Regions from separate parts of the Mus musculus genome. Here all the other regions are linked to region 1. A link is a contact called in public promoter capture Hi-C data. All regions are on one chromosome and are shown on one strand. The core of a region is the stretch at or near the end of the contact, and the rest is flanking DNA. Distances in the headings are between cores, read along the strand shown. Region 1 holds the start of Echs1 (enoyl Coenzyme A hydratase, short chain, 1, mitochondrial). Region 2 holds the start of Tssc4 (tumor-suppressing subchromosomal transferable fragment 4). Region 3 holds the start of Lsp1 (lymphocyte specific 1).

Region 1 (2,572 bases), core at 42-2,541:
TCTTAGTCTTGAAATAAAGTTTGCTGACTGTTCTATTCTGGTTTGGATTGTTTTCTTTAAAGTATTGAGAATCCAAACCTACTCCATCTTGGGACCAGCCTCTATCTAAAAGAAAAAAAAAAAAAAAGCCTGAGAACTTGACCTACAGAAGAACCCAGGTTGTACCCACGTACCAGGAAAGACCCCATGGCTTGTCCTTGGCCAGCGTTACTCTGTAGCTACTTCCTAACAACAGTAAAACAAAGACTAGCCTGATTGTTTCAGATGCACTTTCAGACCCTTTGTGACTGAATACAGTCGGCTTACAATAGACCTTCAGTTAGATACTTTCCAAGATGGACACCCCCTCTCTTACCTTCCATTTCTTGTAAAGCCCTGTCCAGATGAGAGTTCAAGGCTTCTCTGCCTTCCCTTCCTGTCCTGCTGTGTCAGGGTTGAGTTGGAGGAGAGGGCCCAAGCCTGAGCCTGTAATAGAGACCCTAATACTATTACATCGAAAAGGCTCCTTGGTGGACTTTTGGGGTTCACAAACTTCCCGGCATAACAGTATCAAGCTTGCTTTTGTCTGGAGATTCTGTCCTTTATCTCTATCCTAGGGTTTGCAGGACCAGGGCAAGAATACAAATGAAGGCCTGATAATACTTGCTAAATATTTTTAAGTTATAATTCAAGATAATTTACGTGAACAAAACATTGGCTTTCTTTTAAATTTATGTGAAATCTTCTCATCTTGTAAAATCACAGCTATTTCTAACCTGGTGTTATGAAGCTAGTCAGTTGTCATGTAAAGAATACCTCTGGAGCAGGGTATAATGGCTCATGCCTTTAATCCAAGCATTTGGAAGGCAGAGGCAAATGGATCTCTGTGAGATTGAGAAACAGCCTGGCCCATAAGGAGGGTTCCAGCCAACCAGGGCTATGAAGTAAGACCCTCACACAAAGCTAAACAAAACCGTCTTGCACTTTACCGCTTTATGCTTTATTACTGTATCTGTGATCGCGTCTTCCCGTAGTTTTTCCCCTGGTCAAGAACGAAAGCATACGGCCATCACAGGGGAAAGGGCACAGCCATGTCTCCCAGTCTGGCTTCGTAAACCGGGCACCCGCCAAGGGCACACCACCAAAGTGATGCAATTAACAGACTACTCCAAGAACCGCAGCCCAGCACCCCACGCTGCCCCACCCCGCCCTCTGTACCAGCCCGCTCAGGTCACGGGTCCACCCCTTAAGCTTCCGTCTTCATCCCGCCTGGGATCTGGGGCGGAGCGATTCTGCAGGCGGGGCGATTCTGTGGGCGGAACACATCGTCTCTCCGCCATGGCGGCCCTGCGTGCTCTGCTGCCCAGAGCCTGTAGCTCACTGTTGTCCTCAGTCCGCTGCCCAGAACTACGGCGCTTCGCCTCGGGTGAGTGCGGACACCGGCGGGGTGCGTCACCCCACCCACGTTGGGTGGTTTCTCCACCCATAACCTCTGGGTGGTCCCTAAACCCCGGCCTGCACGCATCCTCACTTGATCCTGGCCCTTCTCTCCTAACTCTAGATCTTTTGTCTGACCCCCTACTTCCACAAGCATGCACTCCCAACACTTGACTCTGAAGTACCTGGACCCTGGATTCGAGTACGCATCCCCACACTAAACCCAGATTTCCTGCAAGTGACCACTGACTCTAGCTTGGTGATCTTCCTTCTGAGCCTCCAACTCCAGCGCTCGACTGACCCCTTCCCAATTCCTTACCCCGTTCCCCGCTCCTCAGTCTGACCTTAGTCTCACCTTACAAGCCCAGCCAGATCCTAGCACCTCGAAGCCATGTCTAGTGGGAGGGCTCTGGGTGTAATAGCTTCTCAACGCTCGAACTTTTATGAGTGTCAGCTGGGAACATGCATGTTGGTTGTGAAATCCCATGTGTTTAGGTAGCTTTAAGAGAATGTGAAAGTAGGTTAAGTAAGACAGCCTGGGTATTGGGAAAGGTTTGTCCATAGTGCCTCCTGTCTAGTCTCTGCTGTTTCCACAGTCTCTCCTGATCGTGTCCTTCAAGCCACCCAATCAGCGTAGCCCATACCGACACACCCACTTTCCTTCCTAGCCAGCTGAATAGTTCCTCCCTTCCCACTCCTTGGCTCAACTCCTCTACAGACTTCTAGTACTCCACTGTGAATTTTTTTTTAATATTTTTTATTTAGTATTTTCCTCATTTACATTTCCAATGCTATCCCAAAAGTTCCCCATACCCTCCCCACCACTCCCCTACCCACCCACTCCCACTTTTTGGCCCTGGCGTTCCCCTGTACTGGGGCATATAAAGTTTGCAAGTCCAATGGGCCTCTTTCTGTTGATGGCCGACTAGGCCATCTTTTGATACATATGCGGCTAGAGTCAAGAGCTCCGGGGTACTGGTTAGCTCATAATGTTGTTCTACCTATAGGGTTGCACCTTTAGCTCCTTGGGTATTTTCTCTAGCTCCTCCATTGGGGGCCCTGTGATCCATCCAATAGCTGACTGTGAGCATCCACTTCTGTGTTCGCTAGGCCCCGGCATAGTCTCACAAGAGACAGCCATATCTGGGTCCTTTCA
Region 2 (2,572 bases), core at 51-2,550, 3.0 Mb before region 1:
CGCACCTGACCCAACCCCCTTCTTTAGGACCCTCTTCCTCTCAGCCCTAGCCTCACTGTCCCTCACTGGTTTGGTGAAGACCACTCTTCCCTCCCCACAGCTAGAGGGGTCCTGGTTGAAAGAAGGCACATAGTCTGTGTGGGACACCTGGCTTCGAGAGCTCAGGAAGGCCAGGGCAGCATCACGATTGCTCTGCTCACTGGCTTCAGACACATCCTCCAGACTGTATTTGGTCCAACGCTCAGGGTGTGACACATAGTCAGGGACTGGGAGTACCCTAGTCGGGCCAGTGTTCCCATGCACTCTGCTCAGGCCCCTTGCTGGAGTCTGACTTGGGGGAGTCACGGGCCGCCTGAAGCTGCCATTGTCACTCACACTGGTTTGGGGAGCAGAGCACGGTGCCTGCCGGGCTGCACTCTCCAGACAATCAAAGATGCTGTGGCTGCGCTGGGAGAAGGTAGAACTCATGCCTCGGAGGTGGAATGGCTGCACTGCAGTGGTGAGGGTGCCCGTGGGGGGCGATGGAGGGTCCTCAGGGCCGGAGTCCTCCTGGCCCTCCTCCGAAAGCCTCTCTGGGGACAACACTTGGACCTCCACACCACTAGGTAAGCTAAGGTCCGAGTCCGAGTCGCTGAGGGAGACGGTGTCAGAAGGCAGGGTGTCATCCTCGGTGGGTTCATCAGCCTCCAGGCCAGCCTCTGTCTCCGCCATACGACCTGACACCCGTCCCACCTGTAGCGAAGCAGTCCCAGTTCCGCCGTGAGGGGTGTATTTAAGGCCTCATCCCTCCCCGTCCTCCCAGGCTCCCGTCTTTCACCTCCACTATGTGTCAAGTGCCTCTACTCACAGCCGGACGGGAGGCCTCGCGAAGCTGGGTGGTTAAAGGGTATCCTAGCGCGCACAGATACAGGAGCTGCAGGTTAGGTGGGGTTAAGGAGAGAGTCAACCATGAGATCATAACAGTGTGGACATACAATAGATGAGCACTGGGAGATGCTGGTGACAGGAGATCTCCATCAGCTGCTTGTCCCATCACGGGCTCTCAGTAAAGCGCAGCCTCTCTAGGTACAAGCGCCACCCGGGTCCGGACGAAGGGCTGGCAGAAACAGGCACGGGAATGCCCTGGCCGCGGCCTTAGGGAGGCCAGTGCTCACCGTTCCAGCGTCCGTACACGCCTCAATACCCTGCCGCCTTTCTCGCAGCGTCCCGCCAGTTCCCCGGGATTCGGTCCTGTCCAGTCTCGCTCGGGTTCCTGGGAAACCGAGTCTCGGGCGATCAGATTTTCGTGGCTTCAGCGCCCGAGAAACTACAACTCCCAGAAGGCAATGGGTTCCCGCCTAATGTCAGCCGGGACTTGTAACCTTAACAAGCGTGCCAACCCGGAGCGCACACGGAAACCCACCCAGAAATGACGAAAAAGGAAAAGGCGGAGCCACGGTTCCCACAATACTCCAGGGCTAACTGCCAATCGCAAAGGGTTGAGGCCTGCAGCTTCGCCTGTCGGAAGCCGTCCCGGCCGGGTCCGACACAAGGAGGAAGTGCGTCACCACGCACTGTGAGCGCCAACCAGTTTCCTAGACATTTCCGGCCCTGGGCGGAAGTGGTGTGGGTCTTGTGCTTTGTTGGCTTTCTGGAGTGAGGCGGGGCCAAGGTCCTGGTTGGCTCTTGGCATGAAGAGACGTAGTGGTCCCTGGGGTGGGTTGGTTGGGGCTTCAGAGATTCGAAGCCGCTATCCTGGGCTCTGCCTGTCTGTGCTTCCTGACGCAGGAACGGACACTTTAGTTGCAGGACGCCGCCCCTACTAGTCAAGGCCACACATAATCCTCCTCCAGGCGTGGGGCTGTTTTCTTGTATCCTTAGGGATCAGAGTCTGAGACACCATGGGGCTGCTGCATGCGCCTCTCCTTTCCTATGTTTCTGAAGCTGTGCAGCAGGCCTCCAACAGCTTTGGCCTGGTGCCCATGGACCTCATAACATAGGATATAAAGGGCTCCTCAGACCAGAAACCAACCAAGCACGGAACAGGTTGCATAGGCGTGGGAGGTAGAGGTGGCGGAGACCTAGAATGTCCTAGTACAAGCTTGGGGTTCACCGACAAATAAGCCTACTGGGAGGCTGCTAGAAGCTGGGCCATGAATCTTGGCTAGGGCGTCTCTCCTCTAGTGGCCAATTAACTATGCCAGCAGCCTGGGGGAGGGGCGCAGACAGGAGACAAAGGGAAAGAGACAGTGGTGGTTGCCCCTGGCGTCCGGGAGGTTGCTTAGCCTGATCCTCAGTTCACAGGGGTAAGTGAACTGCCATCTTGCCTTTTACTTATTGAGACACAAGCCAGAGCCACCCAGCTCCGTGGAATCTTTTCTTGAGATGGATGGGGTAATGGGCTAACCTTTACTGTCTTGTCCCTGAAAAGGAGGGTGTTCTTGCAGCTTATCTCCATCATTCTGTGCTGAATTTCCCTGCTTAGGTGGCTCCTCCTACCCGACTCAGCCTGACCTGTCATGTCCAACAGATGAGTGGAAATGAGGTCAAGGCTGGCGTAAAGTCAGCATTGAGCTCCCAGTATAAGGAGGTA
Region 3 (2,572 bases), core at 37-2,536, 2.3 Mb before region 1:
GACCCAGACCAGGCCAGTCTCTGCTTAGCCTCAGACTCCTTTCCTAGCCTGAGGGTTCCTTGGACAACTTTCTAACCAGGGTCCAAATGCAAAGCAATAGTGTGGAGACCCCCCAACATGCACCCCTCAAAGTGAGGTTTCTTCCCATTATCATTGATAAGGATTGAGGAATTGCTGTTCCTGCCCAAGATCTGGCGTCCGGCTTGCGAACTGCAGAGACCCTGCAACCCCTGCTAAGGTGGGCCTTATCTCCTTGAGCCTGTGGCTGAACCCTAAGAGTCACACTCTCCCTGGCAGCCTGGCAGCTCCGGTAGCAATTTTATGTTTTACCTCTTTCTTCCCCTTCCTCTTACACACCTGGACCGCAGCCCCCACATCCTGCTCCCATGAGGCTGCTAGCCTCTGACCTGTCCCCAAGACCTGACACCCTCTTCTGAGACCTGTTCCTGGGACAGGGCAGGGCAGGCACCAATGGCCTGGCTTGGTCTCCATGTCTACCCACTAACAGCTTCCCTTCTCATTACCCCCACCCCCACCTTATGACCCAACACAGGAAAGACAGGGAACACCCTTCACATCCCTTTAAATTGCAGATGCCCTTAAGCAGCTGACAGCCTAAAGGCCTCTGCCCAGCCCTGTCTGTTGCAGGGCAGTGGCCCCCTTTACCTTTGCCAATGTTCATTCCCATACCCACTGTACTTAACAACAGTGCCTGGTCCATAAGACACCATTGACCTTCTCTATCCTCACATAGCAGCTTTGGGAACCCCTGAGGCCTGGTCACCTCTCAGTATCTTAAGGCAGGCCAGACCCCTCAGACAAGCCTATAGGTGCATGAGGTCAGGATTCCTAGGCCTAGTTTCTCCCAACACAGCTACTGCTCTCTCCTGCTGTTCAGGCCATATCCAGCCACTCCCAGTCCCTTCCACACCAAGCATCCATCTTCTCTATTCTGGCTATGAACCCTAGCCAGGAAGATAGCCTTTCCCAGTTAGGCCAAGCTGCAGAGGGAGATAGAGGAGATACACACCTCTCTGGTAAGAGAGGGTTTCTGAAGGCTATCTAAGTCCTATCTGAGATTCTGCCTACTCAGCACTTGGCACAAAGCAAACTGCCCATAGTGGAACTCACCCTTCGCTGTCTTCTGCATGGAGCTCTTCCTGTTCCTCGCATCTGGGATCGATGGCAGCCTCCGCCATGGGCCTGGTGTCTTCGGTGTGGGTGCACTTGTTATGGCTCCTGGTGTTTCTCTGTAGATGGGCGGTGGCCTAGAGCCTCAGCCCCCCACCCTTCCCGCCCCAGGTTTCACTTCCTCCTTCCTGTAGCAGGTTGAGGTTTGAAACCTATGGGGCTTGGGTTTTTTTTTTTTTTTTCCTATGTTGCTGCAACAGAAGAAGAGTTAAAACAAAACAAAACAAAACAAAAAAACAAAAAACCAAAAACCAACTAAACCCAAACCACTCATCAGGAAGTGTTGAGCAAGCAAGCTATAGCCTCCTGGAATGACAGAAAAGGGCTGAGGGTAGAGGTGAGTAAGGCTACTCCTTGCAACTCTGGTCCATAGACCTGAGAGTAGCTATGTCTCCCACAATGTCCAGAATTCATGGTCCCTTTAGTGTCCGTGGACTGCTTTCAATTGCTTTGCATGGAAATCTTCTGTGCTTCCAAGTGTGCTCAATGAACATGGTGGAACTAGTTCTTGATGCTTCAAGGTCATGGCCTTGGACACTCTTAGTTAGCCTTTGCTCCCCAGCCATGTCCAGGGTCCCACATGTGGTGCTCCCCTAGTCTGTGGTTCTAGAGCTTGTCTCTATCTGTCTCCATTCCTAGCTGCTGGACGCTCTTGTCTCCCTGCTCCATCAGCTCTCTCTAATCCTGCCTCTGTGCTCTGGGCATTTGGAACCAGTCGAAGAGTCGGTTGATGTTCCCAGCTATGCTGGGGTGGGTCATGGGTTCTCCTGAGAGGCAGCACCAGAGGAAGGACTGAGGCTTTTGGGAGGGAACCAAAGGGACTATAAAGGAATGATGGGGAATGTGATAGCCAGATCCCAAAGTCCCGGGACTTGGGCTAAAGTGTCACTGGGCCAAGTTGAGGCAGCCACAACATGGTAGAGACTCTCTCTTTGAAGCTTGCTGACCCAAGAGATAGAAAGAAAGGAGCCAGTGCCCTATTTCCCAGCACTGGGCAATGAGTGACCTCGGAAATCTCACTATGAGGTCTTACAGGAGAAGTGCAGAAAGGCAAGAGAGCCTTAGGGTGTTGGGAAACTTAGTAGAAGCTGTAGAGTATCATCTAGAGGTAGACCTGTGTTTGCAAGCCTGCCTGACTGCAGGGAGCCCTTTCTTATCCACATGGTCCAGTGGAGGCAAAGCCTTGCTTACTCTATCCCAGTCCTGAGGAGGGGGCAACAGGAAGAGTGAGTATTGTTCAGCAGACTGGGCAGGACACCTGCCTGCTTTTTCTTCAGCCTCCTCTCTCTCTCCTTTTGCACTTTGCTTCCTTGGGACCCTCCTAAGTGCTCTGTTGATAAGTGGCTGGGAATGCATTTGGCAGGTGACAGAGTTATGCCAC

Evidence for each region. Promoter capture Hi-C pulls out the DNA fragments that hold promoters and counts their contacts.
Region 2: a promoter capture Hi-C map of pre-B cells shows a contact between it and region 1, with 8 times the contacts expected there. The contact joins the promoter of Tssc4 here to the promoter of Echs1 in region 1. A contact is called at or near these places in 1 of 39 promoter capture datasets (pre-B cells) and 1 of 115 datasets of contacts at active chromatin or transcription factors (astrocytes).
Region 3: a contact with region 1 is called in a promoter capture Hi-C map of pre-B cells, with 4 times the contacts expected there. The contact joins the promoter of Lsp1 here to the promoter of Echs1 in region 1.

What each region holds. Positions count from the first base shown.
Region 1 is chr7:140,115,140-140,117,711 of GRCm38.p6, reverse strand. It overlaps Echs1 (enoyl Coenzyme A hydratase, short chain, 1, mitochondrial), which reads left to right and starts at 1,291. Exons shown (of 8, transcript NM_053119.3): 1 at 1,291-1,405. The coding sequence starts at 1,318. It also overlaps a transcript of Paox not described here.
Region 2 is chr7:143,068,096-143,070,667 of GRCm38.p6, reverse strand. Tssc4 (tumor-suppressing subchromosomal transferable fragment 4) reads right to left here and starts at 1,300. Exons shown (of 3, transcript NM_020285.2): 1 at 1,155-1,300; 2 at 818-913; 3 at 1-732. The coding sequence starts at 711.
Region 3 is chr7:142,459,526-142,462,097 of GRCm38.p6, reverse strand. It overlaps Lsp1 (lymphocyte specific 1), which reads right to left and starts at 1,286. Exons shown (of 11, transcript NM_001136071.2): 1 at 1,132-1,286. The coding sequence starts at 1,199.